Linked DNA regions of Sus scrofa: region 1 is linked to region 2. The links are chromatin contacts, called in public promoter capture Hi-C maps. All regions are on one chromosome and are shown on one strand. Each heading gives the region's core, a stretch centred on a gene start, on an enhancer-like site or on the middle of the called end of the contact. The rest is flanking DNA. Distances are from core to core; before and after follow the strand shown. Region 1 holds the start of DTX4 (E3 ubiquitin-protein ligase DTX4). Region 2 holds the start of MPEG1 (macrophage expressed 1).

Evidence for each region. Promoter capture Hi-C pulls out the DNA fragments that hold promoters and counts their contacts.
Region 1: a promoter capture Hi-C map of fetal skeletal muscle shows a contact between it and region 2, with 5 times the contacts expected there. The contact joins the promoter of DTX4 here to the promoter of MPEG1 in region 2. A contact is called at or near these places in 4 of 5 promoter capture datasets (fetal liver, fetal skeletal muscle, liver and 1 more), 25 of 47 Hi-C or Micro-C datasets (adipose tissue, alveolar macrophages, brain and 14 more) and 2 of 2 datasets of contacts at active chromatin or transcription factors (alveolar macrophages and skeletal muscle).

Annotation. Positions count from the first base shown.
Region 1 is chr2:12,232,959-12,240,100 of Sscrofa11.1, forward strand. DTX4 (E3 ubiquitin-protein ligase DTX4) reads right to left here and starts at 4,926. Exons shown (of 9, transcript XM_013994298.2): 1 at 4,878-4,926.
Region 2 is chr2:12,192,424-12,199,035 of Sscrofa11.1, forward strand. It overlaps MPEG1 (macrophage expressed 1), which reads left to right and starts at 1,880. Exons shown (of 1, transcript NM_001267892.1): 1 at 1,880-4,171. The coding sequence starts at 1,974. The coding sequence ends at 4,127. It overlaps DTX4 (E3 ubiquitin-protein ligase DTX4), which reads right to left. Exons shown (of 9, transcript XM_013994298.2): 9 at 5,520-6,612.

The sequences.
Region 1 (7,142 bases), core at 3,676-6,175, 44 kb after region 2:
AGCTGGAAAGAACCGTCCATCACAAAACAACACTCCGTCGCACTGTGTCACTTCTAATCAGCATCATCGCTGGCACAGGGTCCAAACGCATTCACCTGCCGATCTGCATGATGGAAGGAAAGGAGCTGGGAGGAACCTTAAGGCTGCTCTTCATTCTACAGAACGGAATGAGGCTTGAGCAGTCAAGGCACTTGCTCAAGGTCACAGAGTAAGCCAATAGGTCTGGAGGGAGTGCCTGAGTCATGTCTCCCACGGTCAGCCCAGATCTTCCTCCATCCGGCCACCAGACCTTGGAAATGTTAACAATGGGTGTGTTGGAGAATACAGGGAACAGTGACACTAAAATACACCGTTCCAGCCACTGCCCCACAAAATAAAACGGTCAGCCCAGTCAAGGTAAGTGCTCATGGGTGGAGCGCACCCGATCAAGGCTTTTGGAAGCAGCCAAGACACCATCACCTCTATCTTGCTCTGTCTCTTCTTGATTCTCTAGCCCTAAAGGCCTACAGGAGACCAGCGTAGAATGCAGATAAGCTTGGACTCCTGGATGTCTGGGGAAAGAGCAGGGCGCAGGGCAGAGGTGGGCAGAGGGTATCTGCAACCTCCTAGCCATCTCCCTGGAGACAGGCTGGATGGGGTCAGAGCCCAGAGGAGTGGAGAGTCTGAGGACTTACTTGGCAGCAAGGCAGGCAACTTCTGAAGAAAAACAAAGCTCCCATGTCAGGAAATGTCCCCACATAGAGGAGGCAACAACAAAAAAGTGAAGACTAGCCTCTGGGCAGGGGACTTCCAGCTCTCCTTTGTTGATGGGGAGGTTTCTGGTTCCCAGCATCAAACTGTGGCTTGGGGGACGGGGTAATTTAATTAGACATTGCCAGGGCTTGGCCGAGGTTGCCTGGGAGCCGGTGGCTTAAAGTTCCTACCCTGTCATGGCCTCATCAATGAGTTATATTCAGAGGAACTGTGTGTCTGTTAGCAGAAAAGAGAGAGGAGGGGGCTCCAAGCCCAGAAACCCAGAGATTCTATTCAACTTTGACAAGCTCCCTGATAGACCCAGCATTCCTGGGAATTCAGCCCAGTGCCTTCCGCACCCAGCACAGGGCCTGGCACTGAGGACGGAGGCGCTCAGTACACACTGGCCGACCAACCCTTAGAAATGAGTGGATGAAACCAAAGCAGTCGGAACTGCTAGCCTCAAAGACAGACAAGAATGTAAAACACAGGAGTTCCCATTGTGGCTCAGCAGGTTAAGAACCCAACTAGTATCCATGAGGATGTGGGTTTAATCCCTGGCCTCGATCGATCGGTGGGTTAAGTATCTGGCATTGCCCCGTGAGTTGTGGCCACAGATGCAGCTCAGATCCCACATTGCTGCAATTCGACCCCTCGCCTGGAAACTTCCATATGCCCTGGGTGTGGCCCTAGAAAGCAAACACACACACACACACACACACACACACACACACACACACACACACAAAGTAAAACATACACTGAGGCAGTTTAAAAAAAAAAAAAAAGATTCAGGGTCAGCTGAGGTCTAAGATCTGAGGAGCCTCAGCCTCCAACTTAACTGCAAACCACCAGGCAGTGGTCAGCCTGTCCTCAAGAAGAGGGGCCAGGCCTGGGGAAAAGTGCCCATCCTTCAACCCAGATTTCCCAGAACTTCACTTCTGTAGGAAAGGAAAGGCCCTTCAGGCCATGGCCCTTCCTAGGTATCAAGCCCATCTCAGACTTAATCCCTAAATAGTGATTAAACGTTCCCCCTTCCAGGAGCTCCTGCTGTGGCTCAGCTGGTTACGAACCCAACAAAGAATCCATAACAATGCGAGTTCGATTCTAGCCTTGCTCAATGGGTTAAGGATTTGATGTTGCAAACCGTGGAGTAGGTCAAAGGTATGGCTTCGATTTGACCCCTAGCCTTGGAAACTTCCATATGCCTCAGGTGCAGTCCTAAAAAGAAAAAAAAAAAAGCAAACAAACAAAAAATCACAAACCTTTCCCCTTCCCAAATGAAGGCAAGGCCTGGGACCTTTATGTCACCAAGGTGTCTCTCCATATGCTGCTGAGATTTAGTCTGAAATAGAAACGCTAATGCTCACCCTTTTTTTTTTTTTTTCCTGTGTAGGATTGGAATCCCCTGTCAACTGCCTTGACTGGAAGTGTCCCTCTGGTCCCAGCTGCAGGGCCAGACTCCCGCTCCCCCCGAGTTTGACGCCTCAATCCTCACCTCTTTGGACTTCTACCCAAAGTATAGTTGCATCCTCCCCCAACCCTCCCCGCCAGGCTTCATCCTTTCTCAGTCTCCCCACAGTCTTCCTTTTCCCTCCTCTCCCAGCCTCTCTCAGCCCCACCTCCCTCCCTTCCCCACCAAGGTTTGAGCCCCTCCAGATGCCAATGCTTCTGGAACCCTTTCCCCAGAAAGCTTTACTCAATCGGCCAGTGTCTGCAAAGTCCTTGGCAAAGAGGTTGTTGGGAGTTATGACTAAAGATGGAGACATGAGGGTGGAAAGATACCCCTTTCCCATGACAATCCTAATTAACACACAGGATGTGGGGGCTTTCCAAGGAGGCAGAGATGCCCTGCTCCAACAGCTGTTCTCTGACCCTCTGAGACTCTCCCAGTCATCCTCTCTGCTCCCTCCCCTCCACACCTGCCTCTCCAGGCTCCTCAGTGACACTCTAGGGAAAGCCAGCCAGAATTCCAGAAACAAACCGCCACTTCTGTGAAAAGACTACTGGAGAGATAGACTTGTCCCAGGTCAATTAAACCTGGGTACCAAGCAAAGCGATGCAGCTCCCCACACCCCTCCTCCTGCCAATGACCCACCGCCCCAACCTCCATCCTGCAGGCTCTCTTCCTTGTTCAGACCCAGAAAGGCTGACCAGCGGGGAAGTGGGATTTGTGGTGTCCACGGTGGCAACTTGATTCTCACCAAAAGATAGTTTACTGTTCCCCCAGAAGGGACCATTTCAGGAGGAAGCTTGGGGACAGTTTCTCCTTAGGAATCTACCACCTCCTCCTCCTCCACCATGGACAAAGGGAGCGGCTTCCCTGCCAGGCATTCCGGAGCTGTGTCCCTCCCCCTCCTCTCTCCATCTGCTCTGGCCTGTTGCTTCAGCGCTAGGAGTGCCCCACCAGAGGCACTCACCAATGCCACAGCTACCAGGGCGTTTCCTGCCCTGGAATCCCCTAACTCCATCTCCCCAGCCAAGAAGACTCTCCCCCCCCCCCCCGCCCCCGCCCCCCCCCCCAGCTGAAGGCCTCTAGGGAATCATCCCTTCTTCCTCCCCTCCCTCCTACCCCCGCCTTCCAGTTCCCACCTAGGATGCAGCAGTGAGAAGGCATCCCACACGGTAGGGGGTGGGGGGGGATGAAGAGGCAGTGAGGTGGGTTTCCAGGGGAACCCTCGGCAGGCCAACGGGTGCCTGAGGCAAAGCAGGGTCAGCCAACGTGATTAGTGGGGATGAGAGCAAGATGCCTTTCTTGGCGGCTGGGCTCGCTAGTGGGCTGGTGCGGGCCCCAGAATTTCTGCAAGAGAGGACTTCGGGCCACCAAGCGCTTTAAAGGCACCGTGAAAGGGGATTTCTTAGGGGCTAGGTTGAAGCTCGGTTTGCATAACCAAACCGCTGATACTATTTGCATGGATGTTTATTGCACGGAGTATCTTAAGAGGATCAAGGGGAGGAAAGCGCCCTCTCCACGACAACCTCTGGGCGACACGACTGTATGGAAGTGAGGGCCGGGGTGGGCCCCGGTGGGGCTTGAGAGGCGGGAGATCTCAGGGCAGGCAGGGGAGGTGGCGCGGGCGGGGCAGGGGCGGCCGGCTCACCGGTGTCCTGGCGAAACTGGTTCATGGACTGCAGGTCGATGATGTAGGGCGCGAGACGGCTGTCCACCTGGCCCAGCACCACGCTGCCCCCGGCGCGGGGGCCGGCGCGGACCACCGCCTCGATGTGGTGGCTCACGGCCGGGCTGTAGGGACGCCAGCGGCCGTGCTCGTTCAGCCATTCCCAGACCACCACGGCCGAGGCCAGGAGCATGGCGAGCCCGGGGCTGCGGCGGCGGCGGCGGCAGCGCTGCGCTGCCACCCTCCCAGGGCCGGCGCGCCCTCCCTCCTCCGCTTCCTCCTGCGCCGCCGCCTCCGGGCCTCGACCGCGCCCCCAGCCCCGCGCCCCGACACCCCAGGCAGCCTCAACTCCGGCCCATGGGCCGCTCCCCAGACGCGCATCCACCGGGGCCCGGAGACCGGGGCCGCCTGGCTCCGACCGCGCGCCGCCGCCGCCGCCGCCCCGGTCCGCTGCTGCTGCCGCTGCTCCGTGGGGTCTAGTCGCTTCATGCAAATGTCCGGCTCTCGGCAAATGGACCCCCGCCTTGCAAAACCACCTGGCAGGCGCGCAGCCGGAACCCAGGCGGCCGCAATCTGGAGCAGACCGCGAGGCGAGGATCTAGCCCTCGCACCAGTTGCGCCTTGGGCTCTGCAGTCGCCGGGGTGGGATCTCGTGGCGCGATCGCGCTTGGAATGGCACGCTGAGCCCTCCTCCCCTTCCCTCGTTCCCCTCCCTCCGCACCCTTTCGCTGCAAGTTCCGCTGTCGCCGCCTGGGCGAGAGCTCCCCCTCCCTGTGGCTCTGCTCAGCCTCTTCCAGAACGAATTGGCCCTCCCAAACTGGGCTCCACCGTAAAGCCGCGCCTGCGGGGTTTCCCCAATCCCTAGACGAGGAAAAGCGACCCAGCAGGACCAGGCCCCGGGACTCCAGTTGCGGCCGGGCGCAACTTTGCAGCCTCCCTCTCAGAAATGGAATTTCCCTTTTTCTTTTCTTTTTCTTTCTTTCTTTCTTTCTTTTTTTTTTCATGCACTGTGATCAGTGTCCGTACCGCTAGCTCCGAGACACGCAGTGTCTTGCACACTCACGCTCGCACACACGCGCGCCCACAGCCTGCACGCTCTCCCTGCTGTGGTTATTACCTCATCTTCGCGTCCTCAGCTGTCCGTCACGGATGCAGAGCCACGCCCCCTGACTACTCGAGCCGGTGCTTTCCCGCCCCCTGCTGGCCCAAAGTGACGCATGCCGGCCACTGGCCACACACTAGTTACTGCTCAAGTCAAGCCTCTCTGCTAATGGACACAGTCCAAACGGATGCAGCAATTTGAGAAATGATGGATTAACATCGTCTACGTAGAGAGCAAATGTGGTTTTTCTGACCTTCTTTCACGTTACTAGACATCAGGAAGATACATGCTAAATTGATTTATTTCACAGGGTTTCTATGACGGAAATAAGCTAGAGTTGGTTATTTTGATCATCAATAGTCAATGTGAAAAAAAAATCTAAAATGGGAGGCTTCTGACTAAAAAGGCAGATTGATATCAGGATTACATATTAATTTTTCCAGAAAATACACACTTTGATTTGCTAAAGTTGCAACCACATAAGGCAGTGAATCCATATGATCAAAATACAGGATAAGATAACAAAAAAATCAAAGTAGATTAAGTGCTAAGAACTGGGATTATGAAACTTCATAATATCATATGATCGTTTTTGCTTTGGAAGGTTTGCTTTCCTCTCTGTTTCTTACCTGCTCTTGAATAACACCTGTCTTTTCTCCCATAGCAAGTACTTTCCAAATCATATTCACCCCTCTACCCTTATTTCCCTCCTTACCAAGTTCTGAATACAATGCATACTCCTCTAACAGCTTCCAAAATCACCAGGCTTGAGGCTACCTCTGAACTTTGTTCTTCCTGGTCCCCTTGCTCAGAAACCTCCTCAGGGTATTTTCCGCAATCTCTAGTAAGCCTTTCTTCTAAGTCCAATATTAAAACATGGAATTTTAGGGTTTGAAAGACAAAAGAGAAAGTTAAGGATACCTCAACTAACCCTAACAGGAGCCATTGTTATTCTCATTCTATAAATGACAAGGCTTAGGGAATTTGAACAATTTGCCCCAGCTACCTGTTTAGCAGAGGGGAAACTTGTATTTAGAATTTAGTTGGGCAAAAATCCCAACTGAACTAAGACAAAAAAAGCCCCACCTTTTTCCATGACACCTGTTACGTGAGGGAGATAGTGCAATAGGAGGCAAGGTGTACGTCAACGTAAAAGTGCCTCAATGTGAAAGAAAGGAGTGAGAATGAGGAGAAAGTGTTCTGGAAGGACAAAAGTAGAATTAAAGAAAAGGTGATATAAATTTGTATTGCGCTACTTTTACTTCCCATCAGGAAACCAGGACTACGAAGTCCCTGGAAGCTTTTTTGTGGTCTGGGTAAGTACAGATCCAGAGACCATCAGTGACGATTTAAGGGGATGCTCGGAAATAGCAGGGAGAAAACAGCATCTGACCAGCTAAACCAGAAATTCCCAGGCAGTAAAAACCTAAAGCTGTTAAGAGAAGTACGTTCTATGAGTGCTCAAAAGGAATGTGTGTTCTGTTATTGGGTGGCATGTTCTCTAAGTTTTTATTAAATGCTATTGGTTGATGACTTTGTTGAGTTCTTCCTTTTTTTTTTTTTTTTTTTTTTTGTCTTTTTTTGCTATTTCTTGGGCCGCTCCCGTGGCATATGGAGGTTTCCAGACTAGGGGTTGAATTGGAGCTGCAGCCACCGGCCTACGCCAGAGCCACAGCAACGCTGGATCCAAGCCGCGTCTGCGATCTACACCACAGTTCACGACCCACTGAGCAAGGGTAGGGATCGAACCCACAACCTCATGGTTCCTAGTCGGATTCGTTAACCACTGCGCCACGATGCGAACTCCAGTTGAGTTCTTCCTTACCCAGGCTGATTGTTCTTTAAATTGTTGAGAGTCTCTAACTATAATTTTAGATTTGTCTATTTCTCCTTTTAGTTCTAACAGGTTTGCTTCACAAATTTTCCACTTTGTTGCTTGTGCTTGTACATTTAAGAATGCCATGTTTTCGGAGTTCCCGAAAAAACGATCTGGCGTTGCGGTGAGCTGTGGTGTAGGTTACAGACGCGGCTCAGATCCTGCGTTGCTGTGGCTCTGGCGCAGGCTGGTGGCTACAGCTCTTATTAGACCCCTAGCCTGGGAACCTCCATATGCCTCGGGAGCCGCCCAAGAAAAGGCTAAAAGACATAAAAAAAAAAAAAAGAATGCCATGTTTTCTTGGTGGGTTGAC
Region 2 (6,612 bases), core at 630-3,129:
TATTGCTTATTTTTCTGAGTACAAAAATAACAGTTATCTATCCCTGCATTTTAGTAGATTCTCAATAAAAAATTGTCAAAATGAGTAAAAACACGCTCATTACCGAAAACACAACAAACAAAGAAAAAAAGAAAAAAATTAAATAATTCATAACGCCTACCAACTAGATATAATTGCCATCAATGGGCTGGTCCCCTGATTATGTTTGTACATAGCTGAGGTCATCTTGAATGTATATCACGCTTTTGTCACTTAACATTAAGGCTGAAGAATCTTCTTTGTTATTAAAATCTTTTGAATATATAATTAGGATGTCTGCCGAATATTTTGTCTTATGGATGAGATATAATTTCACTCTTGTTGGCTCTTTTAGCTATTTTCAGTTTTTTGCTACGATAAAAATAAAGAGGAAAACTGTTACCAGCGTCCCCCAAAGACAATGGCCAGGTGTTTAGAGATATAGGAACACTTGAATATAGAATTATCTATATTTACTTTGCTTGCATTCTCATTAAATCAGAATGAGGTCTCATCACAATCTATTAAAAAAAAAAAGCAAAAAGTAAGAAATTGTCAGTAGGTCTCCGAAACAGTAAGAGTTGTCTGATTCTGATGAACTAGCCCTGAAGTAGTTTGAAGGGAAGTATGTGGATATTTCAACAGACTTTTTGGAAATATGCAAGGTATTCAACTCTAATTTTTCTCATTCTAGGATCATTCTACTGAGCTATAAACTTATAGCTAAATGATTTACAAATTAACCAGGACATACTGCATAGAGACTTGCTTCTCTAGCCAAATATAAAACAGATACTGGTTCATTAATTAATCCCCCTTGAGTGCAAATGAATTCCCCAGAGCATGATAACTGAGGCATGAATAGACCCAGAATATGGTATTTCTGGGTTTTCGGAACACCATCATGGTTTTATGAATAATTAGTGATGCTCTGCCTGTGAAGCTGGGAAACTGGCCTCATTATTTCTGCACACACTTGTCAGCTGCATCAGTGATAATGTGCTATAATACAATTCCTTGAAACCTTTTCAGAATGCATACAGGTTGTCTGTGAATTCAAACGTGATCTTTTCAGGCTCAGCACTCCCTCTGGTTCATGGTATGATTTGGGGAACCATGAGGGTGCAATTGAGAGCTTCTGTGAACTCCTATGGATTCCCTGGGTACCACTCAATGTATGAGTTGTCCCAAAGAGTTGACAGAGCCGGGCTTCAGTTAAGCCTGGTTCTCGATCAATGGCCTAGAAACACTGTTCTAAATCGTGCAGTTTCCTACACTGATTTAGCATTAGCACACAAAAGCAAAGTCATGAAATTTTCTTCTCCTAATGATATAACAAATGAGCTGTTGTCTTAGAAAACTTGAGTCATGAAGAGCTACATTCATTTTGATGCACCTATGCTGGTTACACGAACTTAACAATGAAATGAAACAATAAAAGCAATAGGCACCAACTTATTGCCAACCCCTACACACAGGAAAAGGAAACTGGTATTGAAGTCCCAGGAGAGAGGAGGTAGGGAAAATTTGAAATATCAAGAGAGTGAACCAAAAAAAAGCAAAATCCAAGCTTTCTTTCAAAGCCAGAAATCTCACATGGAGTTAAGAGTAAAGCATGGGGTTGTACTTTTTCTAAGTGTCCACTACTGCTGCAGAGTAGCCAGCTTGGGGCTGAAGGAAGTAGGGAACCTCTGGGAAGTTCAGGATTATGGATATGGGGCTGCATTCGCATATGTAGTAGAATACAATGCTCTTCAACACATCGATGGACCTTCGTATTCCAACTCACTCTCATTTCCCCATTTGCGATTAGACTAGCCTAAAGAGGAACCAGTGGCTTTAGAACTGCTGAACTTTTTGTTTCAGCAACGACTTTCTTTCCAAGCAGTTCAGTCTGCACAGAGCTCGCTGGCTGTTGCTGAGGGCTGACGTGACAGGCTGGGGCTGTCTGAGCCATGAACGGCTTCAGGGGTGCCATCCTTATCTGGGCAGTGGCAGTGTGGGCTAAAACGGACACATCTCTGGGAGAGGCAGCTGAGGCTGGATTTCAAAAATGCAAGAATGCCTTAAAACTACCTGTCCTGGAAGTCCTACCAGGAGGTGGCTGGGATAATCTTCGGAATGTGGACATGGGACGGGTGATGGACCTGACGTACACCCACTGCAAGACCACAGAGGATGGACAGTACATTGTCCCTGACGAGATCTTCACCATTCCCCAGAAACAGAGCAACCTGGAGATGAACTCAAAAATCCTTGAGTCCTGGGTCAATTACCAGAGCACCACCTCTTACTCCATCAACATGGAGCTCTCTCTTTTTTCCAAAGTCAATGGCAAGTTCTCACCTGAGTTCCAGAGGATAAAGAGCCTCCAGGTGAAGGATCAAGCTGTGACTACCCAGGTTCAGCTAAGAAACCTGGTCTACACGGTCAAAATCAACCCAGATGCAGAACTAAGCTGGGGGTTTAAAAAGGAGCTCATGGACATCTCTGAACGTCTGGAGAACAACCAGACACGGATGGCCACCTACTTGGCGGAACTCCTGGTCCTCAACTATGGTACCCATGTCATCACCAGTGTGGATGCGGGCGCTACTCTCATTCAGGAGGACCACATCAGATCCTCCTTCCTCCAGGACAGCCAGAGCAGCCACAGTGCTGTGACTTCATCTGCTGGAATCACCTTCCTAAACATCGTGAACTTCAAACTTGAGGAGAGCTACATCTCCCAGAATGACTTCACCAAGAACTACCTCTCCAACCGAACCAACTCCAGGGTGCAAAGCATCGGAGGGCTCCCTTTTTACCCAGGCATCACCCTCCAAGCCTGGCAGCAGGGCATCACCAACCACCTGGTGGCCGTGGACCGTGCTGGCCTGCCTCTGCATTTCTTCATCAACCCCGACAGGCTGCCTGACTTGCCAGGGCCCTTGGTGAAAAAGCTGTCAAAGACGGTGGAGACAGCTGTGAGACGCTATTACACCTTCAACACCTACCCTGGCTGCACAGATCTCAACTCGCCTAACTTCAATTTCCAAGCCAACGTGGATGATGGCTCCTGTGAGGGGAAAATGACCAATTTCTCCTTTGGTGGAGTTTATCAGCAATGCACCCAGCTCTCAGGGAATGAGTTTGTCCAACTCTGCCAAAACTTGGAGCAGAAGAATCCACTCACAGGTGATTTCTCCTGCCCTTCTGGCTACTCCCCCATCCGCCTGCTGACCCAGACCCATGAGGAGGGTTACAACCGCCTGGAGTGTTCACAGAAGTGCACTCTCCTCATTTTCTGCAAGACGGTGTGTGAAGATGTGTTCCGGGTGGCCAAGGCTGAGTTTAGGGCTTTTTGGTGTGTGGCCAGTGGCCAAGTGTCAGAAAACTCAGGGCTACTTTTTGGGGGCCTCTTCAGCAGTAAGAGCATCAACCCTTTGACAAACGCACAGTCGTGTCCAGCTGGCTATTTTCCCTTGAGACTTTTTGAGAACCTCAAGATATGTGCCTCGCAGGACTACGAGTTGGGATTCCAGTTTTCAGTCCCTTTTGGCGGGTTCTTTAGCTGTGTGGTCGGGAACCCCCTGGTGGATCCTGCCATATCTGGAGATTTAGGGGCGCCTTCTCTAAAAAAGTGTCCGGGGGGTTTCAGCCAACACCTAGCCCTCATCAGTGATGGGTGCCAAGTATCTTACTGTGTCAAGTCTGGGCTTTTTACAGGAGGGTTTCTACCTCCTGCCAGGCTTCCACCTTACACCCGACCACCCCTCATGAGTCAGGCTGCCACCAACACTGTCATGGTGACAAATACTGAGACTGCCAGCTCCTGGATTAAAGATCCCCAGACGCACCGGTGGAAGCTGGGAGAGCCGCTGGAGCTTCGCAGGGCCATGAAGGTCATCCATGGGGATGGCAGTGCCCTGTCTGGAGGAGCAGCAGCTGGGGTCACACTGGGGGTCACCACCGTCCTGGCAGCTGTCATCGCCCTGGCCATCTATGGCACCCGGAAGTACAAGAACAGGGGCTACCAGGCGGTCCAGGATGAGAGGCAGAGTTTGGTTCCAGGTGCTGCAGTGACTGGAGACGCCCTTGACCAAGGGCAGGAGCAGAGTCCAGCCTAGGTCCTCCCTGGAAACAGATGCTCTCATCTCCAGCCAGCCCATCACGTGTGTCTTTCATTTTCCTTTCTTCACGTCTGCCTTCCTAAGTGCAACCAATAGCAGGTACAACTTTGTGACTTTCTTAGGTCTCTGGGCTAAGAAATGAACAGAGCTACGTGGACCAGGTTGGAGGAAGGGTTGGATAGTGGTGGTGATTTTTTTTTTTCTTAAGCAAACATCATCCTAGGGCCTAAAGCATGAGGGTGGTGTCTTTTCTCTATGTGCCTCATCAAGTATCTTCACCTGAATGCTTATGTGTATAAAGAAGCAAGGGAGGATGTTAACATTTGAATTCGGAGATGATGCATTTAATCGGAGGTCAGCCATGGACTCCAATTCATGAGCTGTAAGACTTCCTTCCATTAAGGGTTACCCTCCCACTATTTTGTGTTTATTTAAAGCTGTCTGGATTTCATGCTCCTAGAGGCGGACAAAGCCCCCAGATGTCCTGGTTGGCTACTGCTTTTCAGCTCTGCAGGCTCCTGTTGATGGCATGTTTCATTTCCTCTGGGTCATCCCCACCACGGCATCTGAACAGAGAGAGGTGCCTGTACCAAGCACACGTTTTCCAACTTCCCCACAATCCAGACTTACGTAGACCAGGCCACCCTTGGACTTCAGGCCAGTGTCACAAAGTCCTCAGGAAATATTTTAAGATATAAACTTCAATTAAAATGTCAAGGGAGAAGAGATAATTGGGAGACGAGGAGTGAATGAAGGAAAGATGAAAGCTGGAAAAGATTCTAGGGCTCATGGGGAATTGGAATTCTTACCCACAGCCAACTCCCTGGTTTCATCCTCTTAACTCGTCAGAAATGGGGCCAAGAAAGGAGCTGCAGGTTTGGATCGATCAAGCATTATCACTGCATGTTCTGTTACCAAGGCGCAATCCCTTACTCTTCCAGGGATGGCCATCCCTCTTCCCATCCCCCATCATAGGCACCCCACGCCCCAACACACACGCACACACACATACACACCCCACATTCCAACAAGAAGACTTTTTCTGGGGTAGGAGACAAGGAAAAATACAAGAAGTCAAAGGAAACCCATACCTGAGTATCAGCTCCTCCCTAAGACATAAAAAGAGCAGAAAACACCAATTATTACCTTGTCTTTATTTTTTTTTTCCCAGCAGAAAGGAGGCTGACATGATCAAAGCAATGTTTTAAATGAAACAAAAAAGGCATCCAACGTCATTTGTGGTCCATTTATTACAGTGCCAGGCTGACTTTCCTGGGCCATCTAGAAGGATGCATGATTGTTCCTTGACATATGAGGCTTTGACCAATTTAAGTAACAGTCTCACTTAATTGTAATTATTAGGGTGAGCCTATTAGTGTTCTTCCTCAATTTTTTTTTAAGTTACATATTTCTTGGTGTTCCCTTGTGAGATCTGGCATTGTGACTGCACAGCTTGGGTTACTGCTGTGGCAGGGGTTGATCCCTGGCCCAGGAACTTCCATATGTCATAGGCACGGCCAAAGAAGTTATACATTTATTCACCAAGTCAAATGTCATCAGTGAGTCATCTTTAATGAAGGAGAATTTGTCCTTTCCTCATTAAATATTTGAGATCAAAAATGTTATACCAGGTCCTCCTTCAGAGGAGCTTGAAGGGTGCCAGCCTGTGAGAATTTGGGAGAGGATTATCTGCCACTCTGATACAGAGAAGTGAGTCACAGAACTGGAGCCCTGCCTTCAGCTAGGGACTCTGGTCTTTACCTCCTCTACCCCTGCTTCTGAAGCATTAAAAAGCTCTCCTAAACTTCTGGGCGTTCTGTGGGTATGTTTCAGCCAGGCTAACCCCTTTCCTGCCAATACAGACTTCTCCATGAATTCTCTGAAGGTTACTGAGTCAGAGAGACAAAGTACAGCCAGAGGCTCCCAGCCTTTTAATGCACTAACTGCCAACCAAAGGTTCTTCACAAACTTACATTTCTAAACAATGCTGCACATGAATATGCATTAAAACCTGTCCTCAAAGAACATTGTCCGACTGTTCATCCACAGAAAATCAGAACATGGGGGTCTGTGGTTTACAGTCATCAAGTCACTTTACAAAGTCAGAACCCGGGTGGGGGGTTCTCAGGCTCTGCTTTTCCAGTCCTGTTTTCCTCACTGGCCAGCTTAGGGGGCCGTCTGTGGAAAGACGAACCCAGGCTTTCAAGGAACACTACACTCTATGGGCTGTCAGAAATAGAGACACATGTGGGTGACAGAGGTGGCTGTGCAATGGCATTTTATTTTTGTGTTCTCATTGGTATCGGGAGAATCAATACTAAACTTGTATTTGAAAAACCACCAACTGTAAACAATTTGAACATACACGATGTTGTAGTTGGGTGAAGGGAACTTTAAGAAGCAAACGTTCGTGGAGTTTAAGAGGTCCTTCCCCACAGTTTCACTTTCTCACTTCCCCTCGTGATCTGTGTCTGCAGAGGAA